Linked DNA regions of Sus scrofa: region 1 is linked to region 2. The links are chromatin contacts, called in public Hi-C maps. All regions are on one chromosome and are shown on one strand. The core of a region is the stretch at or near the end of the contact, and the rest is flanking DNA. Distances in the headings are between cores, read along the strand shown. Region 1 overlaps NCOR2 (nuclear receptor corepressor 2). Region 2 has its middle 100 kb from the start of NCOR2.

Region 1 (6,727 bases), core at 2,028-4,527, 240 kb after region 2:
CTTGGGGGAGGTGGGCCCGGGCTTCCCAAGTGCAGCTGGGGGCTGAGGGCTGAAAGGGTCTGAGCTGAGCAGGGCTCAGAGGGGTGAGGGGCACAAGGCATACCAGGCTGTGCTGCCTGCTTCCTGAGGCTGGGCACGGTCCGCATTTGTCAGCCTCCATCTCTCTGGGACCCAGAAAGATTTGGGGACGGGGGAAGGGGCTGGTGGGGAGGTTAGCATTGGTTCCCGCATCCACTGCCAGCCAGCTGATATCAGCGGGGACATCCTATACCCTTTGTGTAGAGCCCTGCCCTTCCGGCCCTCGAGCTGTGTGCCCCCTGGGTGTGTCACTCCCTCTTCCAGGCCTCAGTTTCCAGGCTGGTCACACACAGGGGTTCTGGAAGGCTTCCCCTGATCTCTGTGACCTCTGGGCGGCCTGTCAAGACGCTCACTTCTCCCTGCCTCTCTCAGCAGGTCACCAAAGTCCACGAACCCCCCCGGGAGGACACGGCTCCCCCTAAGCCAGCTCCCCCTGCCCCACCAGCACCGCAGCACCTGCAGCCGGAGGGTGACACCCCCCAGCAGCCCAGCAACAGCCCTCGAGGCAAAAGCAGGAGTCCTGTGCCTCCTGCCGAGAAGGAGGGTAAGTGTGTGTCGGTGGCTGAGAGAGTGTGAGTGAGGGCAAATGGGTGGGCATAGCGGCATTTGTGTGTGCAGAGCAGCTGTTGCAAACTCCATACCTACAGTGTTGGGGCAGGCCAAGTAAATGAGTAAAACATGTGGGAGTGAGGCAGTAGGGGACGGTGGGGACTGTGGCAAATTAGAGAACTCCTGGTTTTTTCAAACACAGGCACACATTGGCCTCAGCCGTGTTACCACGTAGTGATACAGGCCCGCAGTTGTCCTTTCAGAGAAGCTAGAAATCAATCTTTCCATGTGAAATCTAGTTTCTCAATATTGGCAACTTCTCAAAATTTTCAAAAGTGTTGTGCATAGACAAAAACATGTCTGTGGCTCCGCCTCTGGTTCCATGTGATTCAGTCCACACATGAGCTTCTAGACCCACAGATGAAGCTCAGTGCCAGCTGGCAATAACTGTGATCTGGGCAGGAAGCGCTGCCCCCTCCAGCCTTCACTCTGACCTTATTCCAGGCCAAGGTCCCTGGGTTCACTAGGGAGCCAGTGGGGTGATTCCCCAAGCAGCTGTGTTGCAGCAGCTGCGTTGCAGCAACTGCCCAGGGCGTGCTTTATTGTCACCACGTGAAGCTCAAGGTCAGGAGACAGGTGGGGCGTGGTTTCTTATTCTCTGGATCTTCTGTCTTTGCCCCGCTCCCCACTGGACCCAAGAAATCTCAAGCCTCTGTCCCAAAGGGGCACTCGTCCCAGATCAGCCTGTCCTGTCCCAGGCATTGGGGGCTGACCCTACAGAGGGTCCCCCACTCTGGGCTAGCCCAGGCTCCTGCAGGCTGCTCTAGGGCTCTGAGGGCAGCAGGACCCCAGGTGACCCTCTGTGATCAATGCAGCCCAGGGACAGGTTCGGGCGGCTAAGGCCACCTGCGCCCCCACCCCCACCCCCCACCAGCCTTGGGTATAACAGCGTCCTGCTGTCTCTAAAAAGCCACGCTGGCCCTTGGCCATGGGCCTCCCTGAGGGTGAGGCCATGTGCCTGTCTGAGGACAAAGAGCAGGGCCGTCCCTGAAGCAGGACAGCTCCACACTTCCTGCAAGTGACTCCCCAGCTAATCAGCCCACCTCAACTGCCTCCCCATGGCCGCCTTCACCTGCCGCAGGAAATCCGGATGCCACCCATATGGACCAGCTTATGGCCACAGGGCAGGATGTTCTTCGAACACCTAGATTGCTCAGCACTGTGCCAGGCAGCGGGGGGGGTCAGCAGGGAATAGGATCAAGTCCCCATTTGGAGGAGCTGCTGTTTTTGTGAATGAGGAGGCCCTTAGACCAGGGAGCATGGCAGGAAGCCAGGTGACTTTAGAGTAGTTCATGCATCGAAAGAGACAAGACGGGAGTTCCCCTCATGGCACAGCAAAAATGAATCCTGCTAGGAACCATGAGGTTGTGGGTTTGATCCCTGATCTCATTCAGTGGGTTAAGGATCTAGCATTCCCATGAGCTGTGGTGTAGGTCACAGATGCGGCTCAGATCTGGTGTTGCTGTGGCTGTGGTTGTGGCTGGCAGCTGTAACTCTGATTCAACCCCTAACCTGGGAACCTCCATGTGCCGTGGGTGCGGCCCTAAAAAGCTAAAAAAAGAAAAGAAAGCGACAAGACAGAGGGAGTGAAGAGGGGCTCAGGGAAGTGTCTCTGTAAAAAGAAGGTAGTTGTGGGACAGTCTGGGGGAAGGGCATTCCAGGCACAGGAACAGCACATGCAAAGCCCTAGGGTGGGAATAAGTTTGTTGTGTTTGCAGGGCTGGTGGGAGGTGGTGGCACTGTGGGGATTTTGTCTCAGGTGCAGAATGAGCCTTTGCCAAAGGGATTTTAAGGGTGTGTGTGTGTGTGTGTGTGTGTGTGTGTGTGTGTGTGTGTGTGTGTGTGTGTGTGTGTGTGTCTGTGTGTGTGTGTGTGTGTGTTGGGAGTATCAGGCAGTCTGATTTATAATTTAGAAAGCTCTCTGGCCATTGTTGAGGACTGGGGCCACGGGGAGTGGGGGCAGACGGAGGAGGCCAGCGCTGGTCACAGCCACACTGGATGGAAGGAGGGCACAGAGGTTCTGTTTCAGGAGCAAAAGGACCTGCCGATGAACCCAAGTGTGGGGTTGAAAGCAGGATGTCTTCCTTCTCCTGGGACCCTGCCGGCCACCCACGCTGGGATGGGGACTCCCCACAGTTGGGGCGGGTTCTCTGGGCAAGACTGTTGTGTGAGACATGGGGTCTGGCTCTGGAAGGACATTCCAGGGCCGGGGCGCCAGCCCAGGGCGGTAGCTGCCTAGCAATGTCAGGGGCCCAAACAGCTTTGGCGGGCGCCAGATCCAAGCTGGGCTGGGCCACACTTGGGTGGCAGGGCACCACATGGGGCCAGGCAGGGCCTGCTGGGACAGGTCACAGGCCCTGTCCTGGGAGAAAGTGAGCCACTGCTGTGGTTTCTGAGTCTGGCCCCTGGCCCGTTGGCACAGCGGAGGGCCACGCTGTTTTCCTGGAATTGCCCTCTGCTCAGGAGACGGTACACCTGGCACCGGGCACCGTAGCCTGGCTCACAGTTCAGCACCTTAGGCACATGCGTGAACCTGACACCCAGCACTACCTCTCTGGTCTCTCCAGAGCCTCCCCGCCTCCTGGCTCCCACGTGGAGCAGCTCCGCCCAGCCCATCCCTGGGGCTCCCTGGGCCCAGCTGGAGGAACAGGTTGTCTCTCCAGGCTCTGGGCCTCCTGCCCAGCCTGGCCCGACCCCAAGGTTCCCTTCCAACACCGGAGGGCCCCCCCCCACCCCGGTTCACCCTGGCTTCTGTCCCCGCCCACTGCAGCCGGAGCCGAGCTGGAGCCAGCGGCCCAGGCTCGCACAGGGTCGGGTAGCTGGACAGGGGAGGTCCAGGGCATTTGTGGAATTTCCGGGTGCCTCCTTTAGGGGCTGGCTGAGCATGAGAATCCCCACCCCACTGCTCCCCGCAGCTGTGACCCTTTCCTTGGGCCACCTCCTTCACCAGGCACAGACTCAGGGGGAAGTTCAGTCTCCCCTCTGCCCAGGAGAGAAACAGAGGATGTGCCTCTGCCCCACCTGCCGGCACAGTGGGCTCCACTCACCGATGCTGACACTCTCGCCTCCCCTTGACGGGCCTTCAGAGCCTCCTTCTGTCATCTGGAGGTGGCCCGAGGGAGGACCCTTGCCTGCCATTCCCATCCCAGGCCTGATGTTGCCAAGTCATCATCAGCCAGTTAGTCCCCCGGGGTTGGTCCTCCAGCCCAACACCAGTTCTCAAGCTAGAAGTTCAGCGCTTAGGATGGATTTCAGCAGAGAGAGGCCAGCGGGAGAACGCTGTGAAGGCGGTGTGGCCTTTGGTCGTGTCTGGGAGCTGTCCCCAGGCCTGAGAATCCAGGGCCTATGGTTGCTCCTCTTCCTGTGGTCAGCGTGCGTGGTGAAGGGTAAGGTCACTGCCTGTGGCCCAGCTCCCTGCATTCAGAGTTCCCTCTTGTTGGCTGTGGGCCTCTGACCTGGTGACTTGGCCTCTCTGAGCCTCTGTGTTCCCGTCAGCAAAATGGGGATAATAATCGTCCATTCCCTGTAGGGTGTCGCGAGGATGAACGAGTCAGTTCACGCAGAGCACTTCGTTGGAGCCTCCCAAGGACACCCCCAGGGAGCGTCAGCCTCCGCTGCTGTCATGTTATCTGCAGCTGCAGTGGCGGGGAGGCTAAGGGGTCACATCCTGACTGGGCCAACTATCTGCTGGGGACTGTAGATTTGTCTATTGATGTGTCTGTATGCAGCTTGCTCTCCACGTGCTGGGCCTGGGCACCCTCTTCCTTCTGAGCCTGTGAGGAGGCTTCTTGAGTTCATGCTTTTGTAGGGCTCAGCCCAGCGCCTGGACGTGGTACGCGCTCAGCAAACAGGCTGATGTATGCATGCTGTCACCCCGGGCGTCTGGGCCCTTAGCCACGCCTGACAGAGCACACGTCCGAGGATCTCGGCAAGCCGTTCTGACCGCCTTCATCAAGGGAGAGGTCAGCAAGCCTCTTCCGGAAAGGGCTAGATAGTAAATATTTCAGGCTTTGCAGGCCAGACGGTCTCTGTCGCAACGACTCAGCTCTGCTGTAGATAATAAATAAACGGGTGGACGTGACCGCATTCCAGTACAAGTGTGCAGACGAGATCGGGGGGGGGGGCGGGCCCTGTGCCGCCATCTGCCACCCCCTGGTTTGGAGGCTCGTCCAAGCCCCTGCTCCCCCGGTACCTGGGAAGTGCCTGTGGGATTTCCAGGGCTGGCATCGGGCTGCTGAGAACCCCCGGGGCACATGTGCTTGGCAGGACATCATGGGAGTCATCACAGTGCCTGGCCTGCAGACCTGGGGGTTCCATCACAGGCCCCCTGTCGCTGTTGGCCGGGACCCTCCCCCAGCCAAGGCTGGCGCTGCAGGCACAGGGCAGGTCTCGTTTGAGCAGCATAGCTGGGGCGGGGGTCTGAGGGCTGGCCCAGTGTGGCTGACTGCCCTCCTTCACCCCTCAGCAGAGAAGCCCGTGTTCTTCCCGGCCTTTGTGGCGGAGGGCCAGAAGCTGCCCACGGATCCCTCATGCTGGACATCAGGCCTGCCCTTCCCCGTGCCCCCTCGCGAGGTGATCAAGGCCTCCCCGCATGCCCCTGACCCCTTGGCCTTCTCCTACGCCCCGCCTGGTGAGTAGTTCACCCAAGCCTGGCCTCCTCGCTGAGTCAGCCAGTGTGCTATCATTGGGCACCAACTGTTTGCACTGGGTGGAACTGCATGCAAAGGATCTTAGGGTCTCATGGGACCTGGCAGGAGGGATGGTCCGGTCAGTGAAGGGAAAGGGGAACGTGGAGATCTGAGAAATCTGTGGGATTGTGGTCTAAGCATCTGGTGCTAGGGAGCCATCAGAGGTGCTTGAGCAGGTGAGGGGCAGCCTTGGAGTGGAGCTCTGCCTTCTTGAGCTGGAGAATGGGCAGGTGGAGAAAAATTTGAGGAGGAAGGAGGCTGCTTTGATTTACAAACACAGTCAAGCTGGATTTGAGATCTTTTCTGGTTCTCCAGTTCCGCCAGGTACCATTAGCAATCCGGGGGTCAGAGCCAGGGGCCGATTAGAGTCTGTGATGTCAGCAAAGGCCATCCTAAGCAGAGCTGCTCCTGAAGGATGAATGGGCTGAAAGAGCCAGGAGAAGAACAGGGAAAGGCATGCCTGCGGCAGGAACAGCATGTGCAAAGGTCCGGAGGCAGGAAAGAGCAGGCTAAACTAAATCAGGCTGCCATGGTGGAAGCTTAGCGCCCAGTGAGCCTGTGGAGACCACTGGCAACAGGTCAAGTGAGCCTGAAGGCTGTGTCAGAGGCCAAGACTTTATCCTAGAGGCAGTGGGGAGCCAATGAAGTTCACGGCAGGGGAGCGCATGAACAGCTAGACTTCACAGAAAGATCTCTTTGGCAGTTCCCTGGTGGCACAGCAGATTAAGGATCTGGCATTGTCACTGCAGCAGCTTGGGTCGTTGCTGTGGTGAGGGTTCAGTACCTGGCCCAGGAACTTCCACGTGCTAGGGGTGCAAGAAAAAAAATCCCTTTGGTTCCTGTGGGTGGAATGGACTTTGGGAGGGAAAGGGGGGAATGGGAAAACCAGTTGAGGAGTCTGGGGGAGAGTTTAGGGGCTTGGGCTAGGGCCAGGGAGGTGGGGTGATCCTGGGAGGTGGTGTGGGTCAGGGAGGTTTCCCGGGTTTAGTGGTGTCTGAAGCAAGACTGCGGATGGCTCTTGAGGGGAGAGACGGGAGGAGCTGTGGTGGGCCCCTGTGGCTGGGCACCGCCTGAGCAGAACAGAGAGGAGGTGGGGAGTGGCCAGGGGCTCTGTCTCTGACTGCTGCTGGGGCCCTGTGATGGACAGACGTGTGCCCTGCAGGTCACCCACTGCCCCTGGGCCTCCATGACAGCGCTCGGCCCGTCCTGCCTCGCCCACCCACCATCTCCAACCCACCACCCCTCATCTCATCCGCCAAGCACCCCAGCGTCCTCGAGAGGCAAATGGGTGCCATCTCCCAGGTGAGGCGGGAGGGGCAGCCCCCCAGACCCAGTGCCCAGAGAGCAGCTCC
Region 2 (7,136 bases), core at 1,365-3,864:
GACCCACTCCTGAGGGATCTCTCCTCCAGGCCTGGGTGTTTCCCATGGCCACCTGTCTGCTGGCTGCTTGGAAATTTCTGTCTCATCCCTCAGGCTCTGAAGTTTCCTCTCTAGGCTGTTCTCAGCAGAGTCCGCCAGCCTGCCAGGAGAGGGGTCTGATTACAGGTCAGGAACAGCCCTGAGGCCTCGCCTCATTGTGCATGGGCCCCCAAGCCTCAGACAAGAAGCTGCACTTGGCATTCTGGAGGAAAAAAAAAAAAAAAAAAAAAAAAAAAAAGAAAGAAAAAAGCTGCTTCCCTGCAGGGTTCTCCAGCAAGAAACCAAGAGTTTGGCTGCCTTACAGCCCCTCCCCCCCAACTAGCCTCCTGCTCCTGCAGACACGTCATCGGGTAGCTCCCGGCAGGGAACCAGGGAACGGCAGCTTCAAAGCTTCTCTTCCACACACCCCTGGGGGAGAATGGAGTTGGGGAGGTGGGGGCAGGGCTATCATCGAGCTGTCCCCAGCCTTGAGGGTGGCAGAGGCTGGCAGGAGGAGCTGCAGGGGAGCAAGCACCCTGCAGGCTCAAGGCGTCACTGTGCAGGTCCCTATGATTAATGGCCCCCTCAAACTGAGCTCTATCACTCATCCATCCATCCATTCATCCATCCACTTATTTATCCATTCTTTCATCCTAGTGTCCTTCAGTCCTAGTTAGGGCTGCAGCAGGAGACAGAGCATAAATAAACAAGGTAACTCTGGAATTCTGGGCAGTGGGAAGAGAGAACTCCATAAAAGGAGATGATGTGGGAGAGACCCATGGGATGTGGCTACTCTGGAGAGGCCACTGGGGACCCCTTTTGGAGGTGCTCTTTGATCCAAGCTGTGCCAAGTTCTGGGGAAGCAAATGTTCCAGGCAAGAGAATGCAGGTGCAGAGGCCCTGTATAAGGAGGTCTGTGTGGCTGGAGCCGAGGGTCCAGGCCAGACACAGAGCTCTCTCCCCAGCCCCACCCTATAGCACTCTGCTGCCTCCCAGTTCAGCCTAAAGCCCTTCGCTCAGTGTCTCCACCTTCCTTCACACCTCCCCATGCTCTGTGGCCGCCCCAAGATTTCTTGTATCCTAGTTTTTCCTCATGTTGCATTAGGATTTGTCTTTTTTAAAAAGATGGCCAGAACTTATTTATTTTGTAACTGAAAGTTGGTACCTTTTAATCATCTCCCAATTTTCACCCCCTGCAATCCTTAGAAACTACCACTCTATTCTCTATTTCTGTGAATTTATTTTTTTTAGATTTTATATGTGAGAGTATACAATATTTGTCTTTCTCTTTTATCTCATTTAGCATACTGTCCTTTAGATGTACCCCTGCTGTCATAAAAAGGAGGATTTCACTCTCTTTTATGGCCAAATAATAGTCCACTACATATGAAATAAAATGAAATTTATGTGTATAATAGAATACCCTGTATATAATATATAATGGAATACATAATATAAATGTAATGGATAATATATAATATTACATTATATATATTACATTCCACTGGATATAGACATGCGTATTTCACATTTTGATAAAGATTGCATTTGAAGCTATAGGTGACCTTGGGAAGTGTGGACATTTTAACAATATTAATTCTTCCAGTTCATGAACAAGGGATATCTTTCCCTTTATTTGTGTCTTCTTCAATTTCTTTTGCTAATATCTTATCGTTTTCAGCATTCACATTTTTTTCATCCATTTGGTTAACTTTGTTCCTAAGTATTTTATTCTTTTTGATGTTATGCCCTTTTTTTTTTGGTTTGGTTTGGTTTTTGGCCACACAGGTGGCACGTAGAAGTTCCCAGGCCAGGGATCGAACCCATGCCTTAGCAGTGACAATGACAGATCCCTAACCCATAGGCCCTCAGGGAATTCCTAGCCTTTAGTTTTCAAACAAGAGGCAGTGAGTCTGCATTCCTGATGACAGGAACATTTTTCATCCTCAAGGATGGAGGTAGCAGCAGCTGCTGGTCTAAGAACCCCCCAGAGGAGGTGGCCCGGCCCAGAATGGCTGAGGCAGGGGCAAAGGTGAAAGAACCTGAAGGACGTGGGGTTTAGCCAAGTGGGGTTGTCACAATGCTCACTGCCAGGGCTCTTCATCATCTTGAGGGCATTGACCTGTGGCAGGTCCACCACAGCTGGTCATCTGGACCTTCCACCTCTGTGAGGGGGCGGGGTACCATTGCCTCCGGAATCACCCTAAAATCTTGCTGGGCCTATCTCTGCTCAGGTCGCTATAACAACATAGCATTGACTGGGCAGCTTCAATGGCAAACAATGATTTCTCAGTTCTGGAGGCTGGACCTTGGGACCAAGGTGCTGGCAGAGTCTGTGTCTGGTTCATGCATGGCTGTCTTGTCTGTGTCCTCAGTGGTGGAGGGGTCAAGGGAGCTCTCTGGGGCCTCTTTATTAAGGACACTAATCCCATACAGGAGGGCTCCACCTTCATGACCTAAGCACCTCCCAAAGCCCTATCTCCTAATATCAGCACATAGGGGTCAGGTTTCAACATAAGAATTTGGAGGGGACAGAGTCAGTCTATAACAGCCTCAGGCCAGGCATCTGGGGAATGAGGGGAAGATTGTTAAGCCAGTTTCTGGATAGTTGGAAGATTAACTCAGCTTTGGTGATGAGGTCCAAGCTGCAACCATTCCCTCCCTTAGGGGGCATGAAAACACCCCACCCTTGCCTTGTGGCCTCTTGCAAGTTTCTCTTACATGTCGGCTCTCAAACTCCTCAGGGTAATGGGGCGATCTTGCCTGACACCCAGATTCTCTTGTCCCTCCTGGGAGGGGCAGTGCTGCTCCTTCCAGCCACCACTTTCCTGCAACGACTCAGTTCATTCCAGGGGATCCTGAGTGCCGGTGCAACAGGGGGGCCAACCTTGAACTCAGCAAAGAGGAACGCTTGATTCCTTTCCAGTTGGAAGGCTGCGAAATGGCTGGGAATTTATGAGCCTGCTCTAAGTAAATGCTCAGCGCTTTTGTTAAAGGAGAAGGGAAAGTAAAACCCCCAATCAACACCATCAATGACCTTTCCCCAGCCAGCGGCTCAAGGCCTCTGCAGCTTCTGCAGTTCGGGCAACCAGGAAAGATGCCACGGCTGCAAGACTGTGGTAGGGCACAGCCATTCTTGTCCAGAGTCCTGAACTGCCATTATTTTTTGTTCTCAGGGTAAAAAGGAATCGCTGAATAATTCTCTACTGTGTCCCAGGCACATGTTGACATCCTGTGATGCACTAATGTCACAGCATCTACCTTACAGAATGCATAGCTCTATTGTCTCCAGTTGGCTGTTGGCAAACTGGGGGCCCAGCAAGTGGACCAATGTCCCTGTGGTCACACAGCCAGCTGGGACACAAGCCCAGATGTGATGAACTCACAGTCTCTTGTCTCAAACCCTAAATCCATAGAAGGTAGAATATATTGAATTCATTAGGAATGCACTTGGCTGTAAGTAACAAAATTGGACTAAGAGTGACTTAAATCATAAGGCCATATGTTGTCTATTTAGGAGGACATCAGGTGGGTTCAATAGTTCCTCAGTATATGGAGTTCCTGTTGTGGCACAGTTTGTTTATGATCCGACTTGTCTCTGTGGTGGTGCTGGTTCGATCCCTGGCCCGGTGCCGTGGGTTAAGGATCCGGCAGTGCTACAGCTGTGGCTAGGTCACAGCTCTGGCTCAGATTCAGTTTCTGGCCTGGGAACTTGCATATGTGGCAGGTGCAGCCAAGATAGAAAAAAAGAAAACCAGTTCCTCAATATCATAATGGATGGTTGACACCTCCGAAATTGTCTTGGCTGTCTCCTCATTGTGACAAGGTGACTGCCACAGCTTCAGACATCACTTCCTCACACAATGACATCCAAAGGCAGGAAGGAGAGTGGGCGAAATGGAACAAGCCTCTCTTCCTGTATTTTTCTCATTTTATAGTGAGCTCTCTCTTCCTCAAGAGCCATCAGCAGACTTCCTCTTGTCTCTCAAAGGCCAGAAATGGGTCACAGGCTCTCCCCTGGACATCCCCAGGCCCAGAGGGGCAGAATTTAGTTCCTGCCACATGGTAGATTGAGAGACTTGAAATTTAAAAAAAAAAAAAGCTCACTCAAGGACAAAGTATAAAAGATGTTGCATTTTTTAAAAATTTGCGATAAAATAGACATAACATAAAATGCACAATTTTAACAATCTGTAAGAGTACAGTTCAGTGGCACCGTGAACATTCCCACTGTTGTGCAAACATCATTACCATCCAACTCTAGAACTTTTCATCTTCCCACACTGAAACTCTATCCCCATTAAACACTAACTTTCCATTGCCCGCTTCAGTCTCTGGCACCCACCCTTCTTCTTTCTGTCGCTGTGAATTTGACTCCTCTGGGTACCTTGCAGAAGTGGAATAATGCAGTATTTGTCCTTTTGTGCCTTGCTGATTTCATTTAGCATAATGTCCTCATGCTCATGCATATTGTAAGTCTGAGCTGGAATTTCTTTCCTTCTTCTTCTTTTTTTTTTTTTTGGTTCAATAGGGGAGGAAAAAAAAACCCCAACGTTTGGGCATTTTATTTGTTTGGATTCCATATCATCAGAACTTAGGTTGATGGTCATGCCAGTTGGTTACGTTATTTCAAAAAAATTACTGATTTGATTATTTCAATGCCTTAATATTTTTCTAGCTTTCGTTTTAAGCTCATATGTACAAGGACAGCACCAAGAGCCTTCAGGGGCCAGTGTGTGGGTGTTTCCTGACACCCCCCCCCTTTTGTGCAAATACATCTCCCAGCCTATTGGGCATGTGGTATCCACTGTGGGAAAAGAGACTTTTTAAGGCTGAATAGTATCCTGTTGTATGTATGTACCACATTTTGCTTAACCCTCCATTCGTTGTTGGCCTCCTGGGTGGCTTCCATTATTTGACCATTATGAGTATTGTGCGGGCAGTTTTGTTAATTACAGCATCTTCAAAAGCATCTTCACTGATAAAATGACAGCAGTGGACCAAGTGCCAGCAAGGATTTGGAAAGACTGGGACTCTCACCCATTGCTGGTGAGGATGCAAAATGGTACAACCATTTGGGAAAATAGTTCAGCAGTTTCTTAAGCAGTTTAACCTACACCTATCATGTGATTGGGTCATTTCACTCCTAAGTATATACTAAGAGAAATGGAAACATACATCCACACAGAAACTTATATATGAACGTTCATCGCAGCTTTATTTACAAGAGCCGAAAGATGGAAACAACCCAAATGTCCATCAAGTGATGAATGGACGAATTGTGGTCTATCTGTAGGTTGGAATATTTTTCAGCTATGAAATGTATGAGGAGGAGTTCCTGTCGTGGCGCAGTGGAAAAGAATCCGACTAGGAACCATGAGGTGGCAGGTTTGATCCCTCGCCTCACTCAGTGGGTTAAGGATCTGGTGCTACCATGAGCTGTGGTGTAGGTGACAGACGCGGCTCGATCCTGTGGCTGTAGTGTAGGCTGGCAGCCGTAGCTCTGATTTGACCCCTAGCCTGGAAACCTCCATATGCCGTGAGTACGGCCCTTAAAAAAAAAAAAGTGAGGAGTTCCTGTTGTGGCCCAGAACCCAACACAGTCACTGGCCTTGTTCAATGGATTAAGGATCCAATACTGCTGCAAGGTGCAGTGTAGGTCACAGATACCGCTCGGATCCAGTGTTGCCATGTCTGTGGCGTAGGCCTCACCTATAGCTCCAATTTGAACCCTGGCCTGGGAACTTCCATATGCCACAGATTTGGCTGTAAAAAGAAAAAAAAAAGGCATGAAGTTCTGATACTTATGGTACAATATGAATGAACCTTGAAAACATGCTAAGTGAGAGAAGCCAGATACAAAAGGCCATATGTCATAGGATTCCATTTATAGGAAATGTCCCGAATCAGCAAATTCATAGAGACAGCACACTGGAGGGTGTCAGGTGCTGGCAGCGGGGAATGGGAGTGACTGCTAGGGTGTGGGCTTTCCTTTTGGGCTAATGAAAAATGTTCTGGAATTAGATAGTAGTGTAGGTTGCACAACTGTGCGAATATATTAAAACCACTGAATTGTATAGTGTGAAAAAAAAAAAGGAAGAAAAAGATGAGTACAAGCCCCAGCCCCTGCCCCAGGCCCCAGCCCTTTAAAAAAAAAAAAAATCAGTGGTTATCCTGGAAACTATCATTGCTCCCATTTTACAGATGAGAACATTGAGGCCCAGACACTCAATGACTTCATCAAGGAAATAGAGCTGGTGAGTGGGAAAAGCAGGGATTTTGAACCCAGCCTATTCTGCCTCCAAGGCCTCACTACATAGCGCCACACCCTAAGGGGCTTCCTGAGTCTTAGGCTCGCCTCTCTTGGCCACCATCTCCTCATCTGTGCAAAGGTCACGATGATTCAGAGAGGCGTGAAAGTGGCCGGCCCTTCGCTTGGCACAGAGCAGATGCATCAGTGTATTGGGTAACATGTCTCTCCTTCCTTCTCCACTCCAGGAAACAGAGAAGAGCCCAGTTCTTGGGAGGGCAGACACCGGGCCTGGGGGAGGCTGCAGCTCATCAGAGCAGCTCAGCCACCTCCCAGCACCTGTCCCCGGGCAGGGATAGAGGCCACAGCACCATGTTCCTGCTGCCAGTGTGTGGGTGTTTCCTGACACCCCCCCCCTTTTGTGCAAATACATCTCCGGTGACGTTCCCGTTGCCATGGCAAGAGGCGCCCTCTTCTATCTAGAGTGACAGTCACCACCAGGCTGGGACCAGAGCCAGCACAGCCCAAGGGCAGATTAATTCTGCCATTGCAAGTCAGACTCTGCAGGCTCTGCGCCTCTCGGGAAAGGCCAGCTGCCTGGCACCTTCCTTCTCACTGGCTGCTTCTCCCAAGGGTGGGAAAGAGGGCACGCAGGGCCTCATCCAGGGCTTCACCCTGTTTTCTGAGGAGCTCCGGATGGGGAGAGAGCAGGCTGACGCATGTTTCTGTCCCAGGGCCTCTGTTTCCAAGCTGCGTGATCTTGAGCCTCAGTTTCTTCATTGGAAAAGTGTCTGTATTGGAGTTCCCACTGTGGTGCAGTGGAAACGAATCTAACTGGAAACCATGAGGTTGGGGGTTCGATCCCTGG

Evidence for each region. Hi-C and Micro-C count contacts between places; a contact is called where the count stands out from the background.
Region 1: a contact with region 2 is called in a Hi-C map of liver, with 1.8 times the contacts expected there. The contact joins two enhancer-like sites. A contact is called at or near these places in 1 of 47 Hi-C or Micro-C datasets (liver) and 1 of 2 datasets of contacts at active chromatin or transcription factors (alveolar macrophages).

The regions. Positions count from the first base shown.
Region 1 is chr14:28,783,519-28,790,245 of Sscrofa11.1, forward strand. It overlaps NCOR2 (nuclear receptor corepressor 2), which reads left to right. Exons shown (of 49, transcript NM_001044576.1): 24 at 451-622; 25 at 5,153-5,317; 26 at 6,538-6,677. Among named protein-coding and RNA genes, the nearest start is that of RFLNA, 54 kb to the right of the region's middle. Within about 2 kb of position 3,278, at least 34 of the 83 cell types and tissues checked have an H3K27ac peak or open chromatin away from gene starts, as enhancers often do. A contact at or near this core is called in liver, where this site is marked.
Region 2 is chr14:28,539,232-28,546,367 of Sscrofa11.1, forward strand. No RefSeq gene overlaps it. Among named protein-coding and RNA genes, the nearest start is that of NCOR2, 100 kb to the right of the region's middle. Within about 2 kb of position 2,615, at least 16 of the 83 cell types and tissues checked have an H3K27ac peak or open chromatin away from gene starts, as enhancers often do. A contact at or near this core is called in liver, where this site is marked.